Regions from separate parts of the Rattus norvegicus genome. Here region 1 is linked to region 2. The links are chromatin contacts, called in public Hi-C maps. All regions are on one chromosome and are shown on one strand. The core of a region is the stretch at or near the end of the contact, and the rest is flanking DNA. Distances in the headings are between cores, read along the strand shown.

Evidence for each region. Hi-C and Micro-C count contacts between places; a contact is called where the count stands out from the background.
Region 1: a Hi-C map of frontal cortex shows a contact between it and region 2, with 2.9 times the contacts expected there. The contact joins two enhancer-like sites. A contact is called at or near these places in 8 of 12 Hi-C or Micro-C datasets (the A7r5 cell line, Schwann cells, frontal cortex and 4 more).

Annotation. Positions count from the first base shown.
Region 1 is chr10:19,166,514-19,171,909 of GRCr8, forward strand. It overlaps Lcp2 (lymphocyte cytosolic protein 2), which reads left to right. Exons shown (of 21, transcript NM_130421.2): 4 at 1,115-1,180; 5 at 1,631-1,662; 6 at 2,645-2,682; 7 at 3,805-4,003. It overlaps LOC134480773 (a long non-coding RNA gene), which reads right to left. Exons shown (of 2, transcript XR_010055569.1): 2 at 3,851-4,451. Among named protein-coding and RNA genes, the nearest start is that of Lcp2, 22 kb to the left of the region's middle. Within about 2 kb of position 3,283, at least 2 of the 93 cell types and tissues checked have an H3K27ac peak or open chromatin away from gene starts, as enhancers often do.
Region 2 is chr10:19,112,367-19,117,721 of GRCr8, forward strand. It overlaps a transcript of Kcnmb1 not described here. Among named protein-coding and RNA genes, the nearest start is that of Lcp2, 32 kb to the right of the region's middle. Within about 2 kb of position 2,650, at least 7 of the 93 cell types and tissues checked have an H3K27ac peak or open chromatin away from gene starts, as enhancers often do.

The DNA of each region.
Region 1 (5,396 bases), core at 2,033-4,532, 55 kb after region 2:
ATGATTATGACATTATAAAAATAAACCATGAGCCACAAGACTGTGCAAGGCCAAAGGCATGTAGAGTTTCTAGTGAGATTCGTAGACAACAGTAGGCTTTCGTCTGGGACAGAAGAAAGGCGGTGCATACATAGGTCTTAAGCATGATTTGCTGCTAATAGTCTTAATAGTCTCATTTAAATATTTCTTTATAAAATGTCTCTGAATGCCTTTGTAGCAAATGTTGTCAGTTGTTCTTGACTTCTTGACTTTAAGATGGTGAGAGTCTTTGAGCAGATCCTGGGTGAGACACTCCTTTACAATGCTTTGTTTAAAGCTCTCATGATCTGATAATCTCTGGAAATGCTTTCACAGACACATAGGAATTGTGATGTCCTAATTTCCCAGGTGTCTCTCAATCACATTAAATTGATTAGCAAAATTTACCTTTACATCATGTTACTAAGTAGATACAAAGAGGGACAGTGGTGTGTGTGTGTGTGTGTGTGTGTGTGTGTGTGTGTGTGTGTGTGTAACAGACTGAATATTGGAGGTTTCAATAAAAAATATACATGGGGGCTGGCCATTAAAGGCTAGGCTCACAACCAAAAATATAAGAAATACACATGGGCAGCTGAGCCTCTAGGTCTAGCAGATGGTTTGATCATGACTGTAAGCAAGATATCCACACAAGAATGATCAACCAAGGCTCAGGGGACCACCGTGGTTGTGACATGTGAGCTATAACTTGAGAACAATCACAGGACAGTGTGATACAGTTCCAGTGTGCAGATCCTAGGAGTCCAGACCTTCAGAGAAGTGAGGAGGCAGGTGTGAGCTGACCATGCTTTCAGGAGAACTCAGAGTCAGGCTTTGAAGGCTCAGTAAACATAAGTTAACACGTGACAGAAGGTTTCATGGGAGCAAGAGAGGTGACTGGTATTGGGTCAGGTCCTGAAAAAAAGAGATGGCAAGTTTTAGCTAGGTGGGAGCAAGGCGTGAGACTGGCTTGGGCAGGATGGACCTAAAAGAAGACTGGTCAAGTTGAGCCTATGAACATAGAGATGGTGTGGACTGGGGGGGTGAGGCCAGGAGGAGACTGCTTTTTCTCTTCACATGTGTCTTTATCTTGTAGGATTCTCAGTAAGTTGAGTCAAGATATCAACAAGAACGAAGAGAGAAGGAGCATTTTCACACGCAAGTGAGTGGGCAGCTCTGCCCTAGGCACCTCTATAGGGAAACTCAAGAATTCAAATCCCAATTCTTTAAAAGAATCTGCAACACTTGTTTTGCCTTGACTGTCTCCTTTCTGCTGTTCTCCTCTGTCCCAGGGGACATGAAGAGAATGCCCAAGGAGGGGAGGAAGTTTCCTCTCCCTGGTGAACATTTTGCCCCCAGGTCAAGGAAATCAAGGAGTACATTCCTTAGATCTTTAAACAGTCACAAGCTTCCTTCTGTGACACCATGGTGGCTTTAGTGGTCTCCAGAAGCTGGGGGGTGGGGGTGAGTGCAGCCAAACTCTGGCTGCGAAGCATCAAGAACACAGATCTTGGGTAATGAAACATAATTCCTATTGGTGCAGAGGGCTATGTTGGAGAAAGAAGATGCCCTTAGATTGACAGGCTACTGAGATGTTATTTGTTTTTTGCAGACCCCCGGTTCCACGATATCCTGAGGAAATAGGTAAGGGTACCCTGACTGAAAAACAAATGCTTTAGGAGGTGATTCGTGCTTTGGTTCTGGCCTCCTTGAGTGCTGTGCATGGGATGTGACTCATTAGCTCATAATCCAGGTCTTTGGCGTGGAAGGGTTTGGGTTCCCGCCGAGAGGAGGAAGGATGACATTCTAGAGGTACACTGCAGAGACTCAGCTTTGAGCACCTCATCCGAGCCAGTGTCTGAGTGTTTTAGGCAGTCTCTCATTGTTCACTTGCACAAAACATCTAGATTTGGGTTCCTGGTCCCCTCTTAATCCTGTTGAATAAGACACCCCATGAATAAGGCCCCATGTCTTATTCTGGGAAGACAATCCTTGTTGACTTTTATATAAAGAGAAGAAAGATTAGGTGCCACTGCTGCTCTCTGGTAGAATGAACTCTTCAGACAGAAATGCTATGGTCAATAGTAAGTTGATGTTTTGGTATGTTTTCTGTTGCTTTAACACAGCTCCTAAAGCTGGGTACTTTATAAAGGAAAGAGGTTTATTAATTTCAGACGTCTAGAGGTCTAAGAACATGGTGCTCCCATCAGTTCAACGTCTGGCTAAGACTGCATAACAAATAACATTATGTAGGAAAATGTGAGAATAGGGAGGGGCATGTGTCCAAGTGACCAAAATACCAGGAGTGTGCCTATAACAGATTATCTACTTTCACAAGGCCCTTATGTGACACCTATTCCAGCATGGAAAGACCCAAGTCTCTTAAGAAAGATGGTAATCAATTCATGAGTTTCCTTTGATCTTATTTTCTCTTAACGATCCCATCACTCCTCAATACCATTACATTAGGATTTAACATGAGTTCTGGTGGGATAAATTGTACTCAACACAGCTGTTGATGGCTCCCATTCACGGAGAAGGAAGAATGAAGGCCTGTAATGATCACTGGGAGGGAGAACTGCTCTAACTTTGTTTGGTTCTGATGGTGGTGTTATCTCCTTCATAGAAATCCATGAAGAAGACGATGGTGGCTGGTCATCCTTTGTGAGTATGGCTTGGGCTAAATCACCCTTGTATATATGGCCAGAATGGCTGTACATTGGTCTTAATACTAGAAAAGGAGCAGTCTCCTTCCACCAACAAGGCATTGAAACATCCCATTTCAGGTCCCAGGAAAGGGCCAAAGTAAAATATGTCCAGCATTGGAAGCCCAAAGGTTTCTCTCTCTACTACTCAGCTCTGCTTCTGTGGCCTAGAAGCAGCCATGGGCAGCGAGCAAATGAGTGGGCTCCCTGATGAATACAGAAGTGGGCTGTAACTCACTGCCACACCATTTATCTTCACAACCATACCCAATCACAACAGCTATCCATTCCTTTCTACTATCCTTACTAGAAATCTATGCTACTGTAACTCTTCTCATGGAGTTAAGTCACCGCTGATAACGCATAGGGGAAAGCATTGCAGAATGGAGTGTTAACACCAGAGAGGTGCCCATGCCGATTTTACATGGGAAGGGTCATGGTGACAACACCTTTCAGAGTCCAATGGACTATGCATCTTCTTTCCTCAAACTACACATGGTCACCATGCACAAAGATAGACAGGGGCTAAAAAATTCTGTGATGGAAGAGAGAGCTGGAGGGATGTGCCTTGTGCAAAGTTCTTTGTCAGGTAAAGGCAGATCTGGGACCCAGGCTGTCCAACCCTCGGTCTAAGTGGTCTTTCTGGCAAGTGGCCACCTTTAGGTCTTTTAAAAACCATGCACTGAGTGTCCTGTGTCCTATTGGCATTCCAGTAAATGAAAGTACTTCATCTGAAAGAAAATGGTTTGCAAGTCTGTTTTTTATTTTAAATATGGGAAAGCAAAGGAATGCAACAGATTTATTTTGTAAAAAAGGAACAAGAGAACTAGTTTCTCCAGATGTGTTTGTGCTTCAGCAGCTGGATCCCTGCCAAAGCTCCTCTTAAGTCTTCCCATGCTCAGCCAGAGACTAGTCTTCAGTTCTGTCCCCAAAGCACGAGTTTCTAGTCTCTGGAGGCCATCACAGACAGATCTGCCGGGAGGATGCTGGGGTCCCGGGCAGAGATCTCATAGGTTCATGCTGTAAAATGTTGCCTTGTGACACCCGTATTAGCTGTGACGTCCCTCGACTGTGTTGACAGGAAGATGACTATGAAAGTCCCAATGACGACGATCCAGATGGGGAGGATGATGGTGACTATGAGTCCCCTAACGAGGAGGAAGAGACGCTAGTGGACGATGCTGCTGACTATGAGCCGCCACCCTCCAACGATGAGGAGGCTCTGCAGAACTCCATCCTGCCTGCCAAGCCTTTCCCCAACACCAACTCCATGTACATTGGTAAGGGTCTCGTCGCAGCCCGCTAGTCCTGCCAGCCCTGGGAGAAGCCGCCCATTGAGCTTCTCTGGGTGCTGATTCCTGTCAGCTTCTGAAAAACTGGTGGCTTGAGGCCAGAGACTCTGCCTCTCTGGCTGTTTCCTTATGAGTAATACAGGATAATACTAGAACAGAGGACAAAGGCTTGATGGGAAGAGGGTGGTTATGTGGCACCGCCATCCACAGAAGGTCATAAGAAATGTGAGGGCACTCAGAGGGATTGGTTCTGCCTTTACAATGAGACAGACTTTAGGATGTTCCTCATTTACCTGCCGTCCTGCACTCACATGTTCTTCCTCATTCATTCATTCATGAAGTCACGAATGCTTCTCCTCTCCTGTTATGAGCCAGACACCATGTGCTGGAATCTACCAGGAAGGAAGATGCACCTTTATCCGGTGGGAATTACTTTCTAGAAGAGGAGGTAACAGAAAATGAGCATAGGCACACTCGGTTTCCTCTGCATCCAGGGGTCAATGTGTCTCACCCTGGGAGCTGTGTTGTACTCTGCTTCAGACTGCGCCCCACCACCTGACTTTGTGTATTGAGGGATAGAACATGAAAGCTAACAGGCAGGGAGCTTCAGCCATCACTGAGGCTATTCCAGACAGAGCAGAAAAGGGAAACCAGGCTGGTGAGTATCTCTAGGTGCCTGTCACAGAGACATGGAGTGAGCATGACGGACCTCATCCTTGAGCACTCCTGGTGGAGTGGGTGAGGCGACACTAAGCTAATGCATGACACTAAGCTAATGCATCCTGTCACTCCATTAGGCCAGCATAATAAACGGGTTTGCTCCTTCAGGGTGTGGTATTTGAGCGACAGTCTTCGGCTGATATTAAATACTGAATGGCAAATGAGGAAGGTTTGGTTAAATGACGCCGAACAGGGTAGGGGAGGAACATTTGAAGCACATAAAACGGCAGTGCAGAGGCCCTGAGGTCCCAAGGAACATGGGCTATCCGAGGAGCTGAAAGGCAGCCTGTGGTATGGATACCAGACTTCCCCTTACCCCTTGCCCGAACCCCCTTCCTTCTGGAAGGGAAATGATATTCTTCATAGGGCTAACAAAGGGGTAGATCAAGTCCACAACAGCCTTTCCAGTCTGAAGTTCCAGACTCCTTCCTCAATCTTCCCCAAACCAACAGTTAGTCAGTCTGTTAGTTGGGGTTTCTGCAGCTTGGATAAGCCTCCAGGGCCAAAAGTACAGGATGCTAGAGGCACTTGCTACTCCTGCCTCGCTGTCCGGTGCTGGCCTTTCCCACCCAAAGGGGTAAGAAATCCCAAACTTGTCAAACTGGTTCTGGGAAGTTCTGTGGCAATCGGAATAATGTGTCTGTCTAGGGCGAGACCATGG
Region 2 (5,355 bases), core at 1,400-3,899:
AGTGCCACCTAAGATAGGGGTCCTAGCCTATGTTTCTCCAGGTGAAAAATGGCAGCGGCTGGGGCAAAGGCTGTGGTCCTTAAACTCCTGTGCACTCAGACGGTGCTGGGAACCTTGAAGAGTTGAGGATGGTGATTCCTATTCTCCCGTGCACCCAGATGCTGCTGGAGACTGAGGAGCTGGAAATGGGGACCCTCTGGCCTGAGATGAGCCCGGGACAGGGTGAATCTGGCTTAGTTCCAAGTGAGTGCCAAAAGGCAGAGAGGCTGGAAGAGGGCTTTCTACAAGAGACTTAAACACAGATGTGTATGAGGAAGGATTCTCCAACCCCAACCCCCTGAAGTGGTTCTTGATGAAGGAGACAGTCCTTGCTTGTCCAAACTGCTTTATTCATGGCAGATGAGGATGCACAAGACTTACCCAGGGTGAACCAGAGATTAAATATCTTTTGGAGGAAGAGGTGGCTAGGAAGGGGGATGCTCACTGGCTAAACACTCGGGGCCCCTAGATACCTCATTAACAAGAGAACCGTATGTCTGTGCTATGTGACCAGTTGTCATGGTCTCCTAGAGGGGTGTCATGGTCATATGCTCCAGGACAGGGATCTGGTCAGGAACTAGTCTGAACTCCTGTTGTTCTCAGCTATGAGTTTTATCGGGGGTTCTGAACCTTACCAGTTCTTCTGTCTGGTGGCACGGTCCAATGCCCCACATTAATATTCTTAACAATCCAGACTATAGGAACATGAGTGACACAATCATTTCCCACTTTCCAGATGGAAAAACTGAGATTCAGAGCGGTTAAGGGAACCTTGTTGAGACTCACATGCAAGTGGCAGATCCAGGTTCCAGGATCTAACTCCAACATTCACCTGCAGCTCTGACCTGCCATGCAGTAGAACGGTCTCTGCTCAAGCAAGGGGACTCAGGGAACAGAGGGACAGGTGGTACCCCTGATAGATTGATTAACCCATGTGTACAGCATCTTGGCACCTGCCCCTCCTAGTGCACTTGCACCCCAGAGAAATACAGGAGACATGGAGCACACATGGATTAGGAACTAAAGGTTCTTAGGGAACCTTCCCTGGTTTGGGGTGAGGGGGGAAGCTTTCATTCATGATAAACAAAGAAAAAACCCTTATAATCTAAAATCTTAAACCTTCCTGCTCTCTGCAGATATAGTTTGGATTTTAAAAGAATGTTCTGGGACCGTTAAGCGTCTTTCTTTCCCTCACACACACCCTCACTCTCTTGTTCTCTCTCAGTGACGCCCTGGAGACTTTCTGGGGTTCTCTTCTCTGCACTGCTCTGAGCTCAGTGGCTGCTTGGGCATCAGCTCAGTGTCTGGGAGGAAATAACACCACTCTTTGTCACCGTAGTTCTCCTATTCTCGGGAACTCCTGGTGTCCTAGATGTAAATAAACACTGAGGCAACTGAGAAGGTAGGACCATGAGTCAACTGAGCGGCTGCAGGCAGAACCTCTTACTTGAAAGACCGGCACAGTCTCACCACCTGGAGGGAGCAAGAGATGACAAAGAAGAGGGAACTAATGAGCCAACCTGCCTCCATCTTAAGCTTAAAAGCCATCGAACAGTGAAGACAAACCAGGCTCATTCCTGTTCTATGTTTATGATTCATTCCTTCCTGCTTATGATTAAACCTCTGTTTCTCAAGGATTAGACTATGCCCCGCCTGTGACCCAACCACAGATCATTTGGAACCGCTTGTCCCAAGAAACAGCCACCAAGTCTTTGATTCAATGGGTTGCTTATGACCATCTTGCAGCCCTATCTTTGTTTCAAAAGGTTGTATGGCCGACCACCTAGGAGTGCCTCGAGATGACTCCCTGTGGTTAGGACTCTGTTGCTATGATCACCTGGATGTCACATCTTCATTTCAGGAGATCGTTACAACAAACTTGCTATGATTATGTTCCACCTCTCTATCCCTGCCTGTTTTGCCCTCCAAATTCCCCATTTGGAAAACCCCTAACCCTGAGCTATAAAAAACAGTGTCTTCCTCATGTTCAACACTGACCTTTGAACCCTGCTTTAGGGGGAACATCCTGTTAACACATTTTAAAAAAAAAGCTTACTTTAATTGTTTGCTTTAATTAATTTGGTCATGATGATTTGGCTCCCTGGTCTTTCTCCTCCCATCTTTGGGATTAACAGGAACCAAACAGAAGAGTGGAGAAAGAGAGAGAGCCAGCTCATGGCAGGAGAGAAAGAGAAAACACAGGGAGAAGCCAAGCCGCAGAAGGCGTCTCTCTCATAACACAGGGTAAAGAGTTTGGCACAAAGCTTTTCACCCCGCAGACGATTAACTGAGGAGATTTGATAGCAACCCCAGAAGAAGGCAGGCTTTATCTAAAAAGGGAAGGCAGACACAGTATCTGGTGTTTTCTGCACCCCGGAAGTGAAATCCGGAGTCCTCTCCTCTTCCTTCCTGCTGGAGGAACTGATCTAGTCTGTGAGGCCCAGACAGCTTTAATCTGTGCACACATGTGGTCCAGGCGAATGCCTGTGGTGCCTGAAGATGGGGCTGCCACGGCACACGCTGGGATCTACTGGACACGCATTACCCCAAACCCGCTTTAGTCAAAGATCACACACTGGCACAAGCATCTTTCCAGCAAGTGAGCAAATAGGCTCTAACCTGGGGCAGAGGCGTGAATTCAAGGCTCCAGAGAAGCCTGGTGCCAGTTCCGTAGGCTCAGCTATGAGGAACTGACTGCACAGGGCCAAGATGAGAGATGCTTCGGTCCCAGAGCGTGTTCCCCATGATCCCATAATCTCTTGGTAAAAACCGTGATGTGATGATATAGTCCAAGATGAAACGTTGGGGTCTTTATTACACCCAGACCAGCTGCAGGCGTGTAGGCTAATTGTTGTTTTAGCTTTGTAAACGACAAGTTACATTTTCTTTGTTAAACAGACTTTGCTCTAGTTGTGGTCTTAGAGGTGAGGGGAATGAGAAGGTACTCCGCCCTCTGCTGGGGAGGAACGGTAATGTCTCAGTTAATAACAACCGAGGAGCTGGGGCTCCTGATCTGAGTGGCTAACCCTGCTGTGGCCAGGCCTTGTTCTAGAAGCATCTTTCCAAAACATCTTGCTTTCTGTTCTTCACGGTGAGCTTTGTCAGGATCAAAACCAGAGCAGCTTTTGCCAACCCTGACAAAAAAATGAAACAAGGCAGAGACTTGTAAGGCAACAGTAACTACCATCCAAGATTCAGAACTGCAGCTTTGCACAAAGGCACCATGACTCCTATATAAAGACATTTCTCCAGAGATACCTGCTTAGCCACTTTCTGTCACCCACCGGCTTCCATCACCCTGTCTGGTAATTCTCATGGCCAAAGCGGGTTCTATTATAATATCTTCTGTATGTTTCTTCAAAACTTGTCTTCAGAAACCTCCTCGAATCTACACACAGTGACCTGTACAGTCTGGCGGTCAGTTCTCTGCTGTGCCTAAGTTTCTGTCATTGTGTTATGGAGGCCGTCTGCCACTGGGCAAGACTGAGTGTGGTCTCTGGTGGCTCACGGGTGTCTACCCCAGGAAACCGCTGGGAGAAGTTCTTTCTCACAAAGTTTCAGCTAAGAGTATCTATTTTTAATGTTTCTTTTCTTTCCCAAAACTGGGCCCAGGCTTCTATCTGATCTCTGGGTCCAGGAAGGCGTCTTTTGTCGACTGATGGCTGTTTGAAAAAATTCTGTCTTCCTGTGGTTTCACCAGACAGTGCTGTCGTTTTTACACCCTCCTGATGATGGGATTGGTGCAATGCTTTTGGCCCACCCTGTGACTCAATGGGGAGGGGGAGGGCTCTGCTTCCTCAGAGAGCTGCTAAGAGTATTGGTCAACCTCACTGCAGTAGACTCTGAGTGGCCTGGGAGGGGGACTGCCAGCAGAACTGACCCCCGAGGATAGGATAGCAAGCAGGTTAGAGGTGTAACTGCGTTCCAAACTTCTCAACTGTCCCTTGCCTACCTCTCCACCCTATACTGTGAGTTGAAGAACCGGGATGGCAGGAGGCACAAGGATGCATTTGCACTTGAGAAAGGAAAGAAAGCCAAAGAGGTCTGATCAGAAACTTCATGACAGTTCATCTCCCTGTGTCCCATGGAGCCATAGAGCCAGCCCCTATGGCTGGTCACCTCCCCAGCAGGCCTCATCTCCTCTCCCACCATGACACGATGGAGAAGCATGTGCCTGCTCCATTCTCTTCACTGCTTAGAGTGTCCTGATATGAGCCAAGGAGAGCACTGACAGTCCTCACTGCTTCCTTCGTGACTTGGGGTATTATGAAAATGGGAGTGTCAGAAGAGGGAGGCAGGAGGGGTGGACGGTGGTGGGGGTGGGGGTTCCCCCACCTTCTCTTTCCAAAGCCTGCTGCTCCAAGGGAAAGTTTGGAAACCTCGTAGCAGTTGTGGTACCAAAGATAAATGGCCTGCTCCCCTTCCCATGCCCACCGTTGAATGCACATACAAGTACTTCCTTTCCCACCCGGTACACTCTTCTAAAGGACCCTGTGCTGCCCACATTCCCCTTCCACTAACCCAGCTGTATGCCATGTGTCCTAGGCCCTGCACCTTTCAAGACCTTGACTGGGGACACAACATCCTTTCTGGGAACGGGGGCCATTGTCTTCCCAGGCCGTCACACATTTGTGGGGTGGGGATTTCCCTTGGGGTTAGGACCGCATTTTCTCAGTAACTCCCTGTGGCCTCAAACAGTAGAAGTCTTGTGCCCCAAACAAAGTGGAGTTGCCCGTGAGTCATATCCAGCCCTAGCTTCCTGAGGTTGGGGGCTGGAAGTGGAGTAGAAGTGAGTTTGTGAGTGTGTGTGAGAGAGAGTGTGTGTGTGCTCTGGGAGTCTTCCAGTGAAATGCAGCAGCATTCTGGCTTCTGGCCTGGGGAAAAATCTACCTTTAAATCATCTACCTTCTTACCAGGATGTCATCTGGCACCTCCCAAATCTGTTTAGACACCTTACCTTTATCATTTATTTGTTTACATGTTTTGGTAGTGTGCGTGTATGTTCATGGATGTGCAGATTCACAGATGTGCATATGTTTGTGCAGGCACATGTCATAGTACAACATAGAGGTCAGCTTGACAATTCTGTCTACCATGTAGGTACTGAGGCTTGAACTCAGGTTCTCAGGCTTAGCAGCAAGCTCCTTTACCCACTGAGCCATCTCACCACTCTACTTATTCATTGATTTATTTTCTATTTTCTGCGTATGAATGGTTTCCCCTGGTATGTATTTGTGCACTGTGTGTGTACCAGGAGTCCATGGAGGCCAGAGAGGACGTCAGATCCCCTGGAACTGGAGGCACAGATGGTTGAGA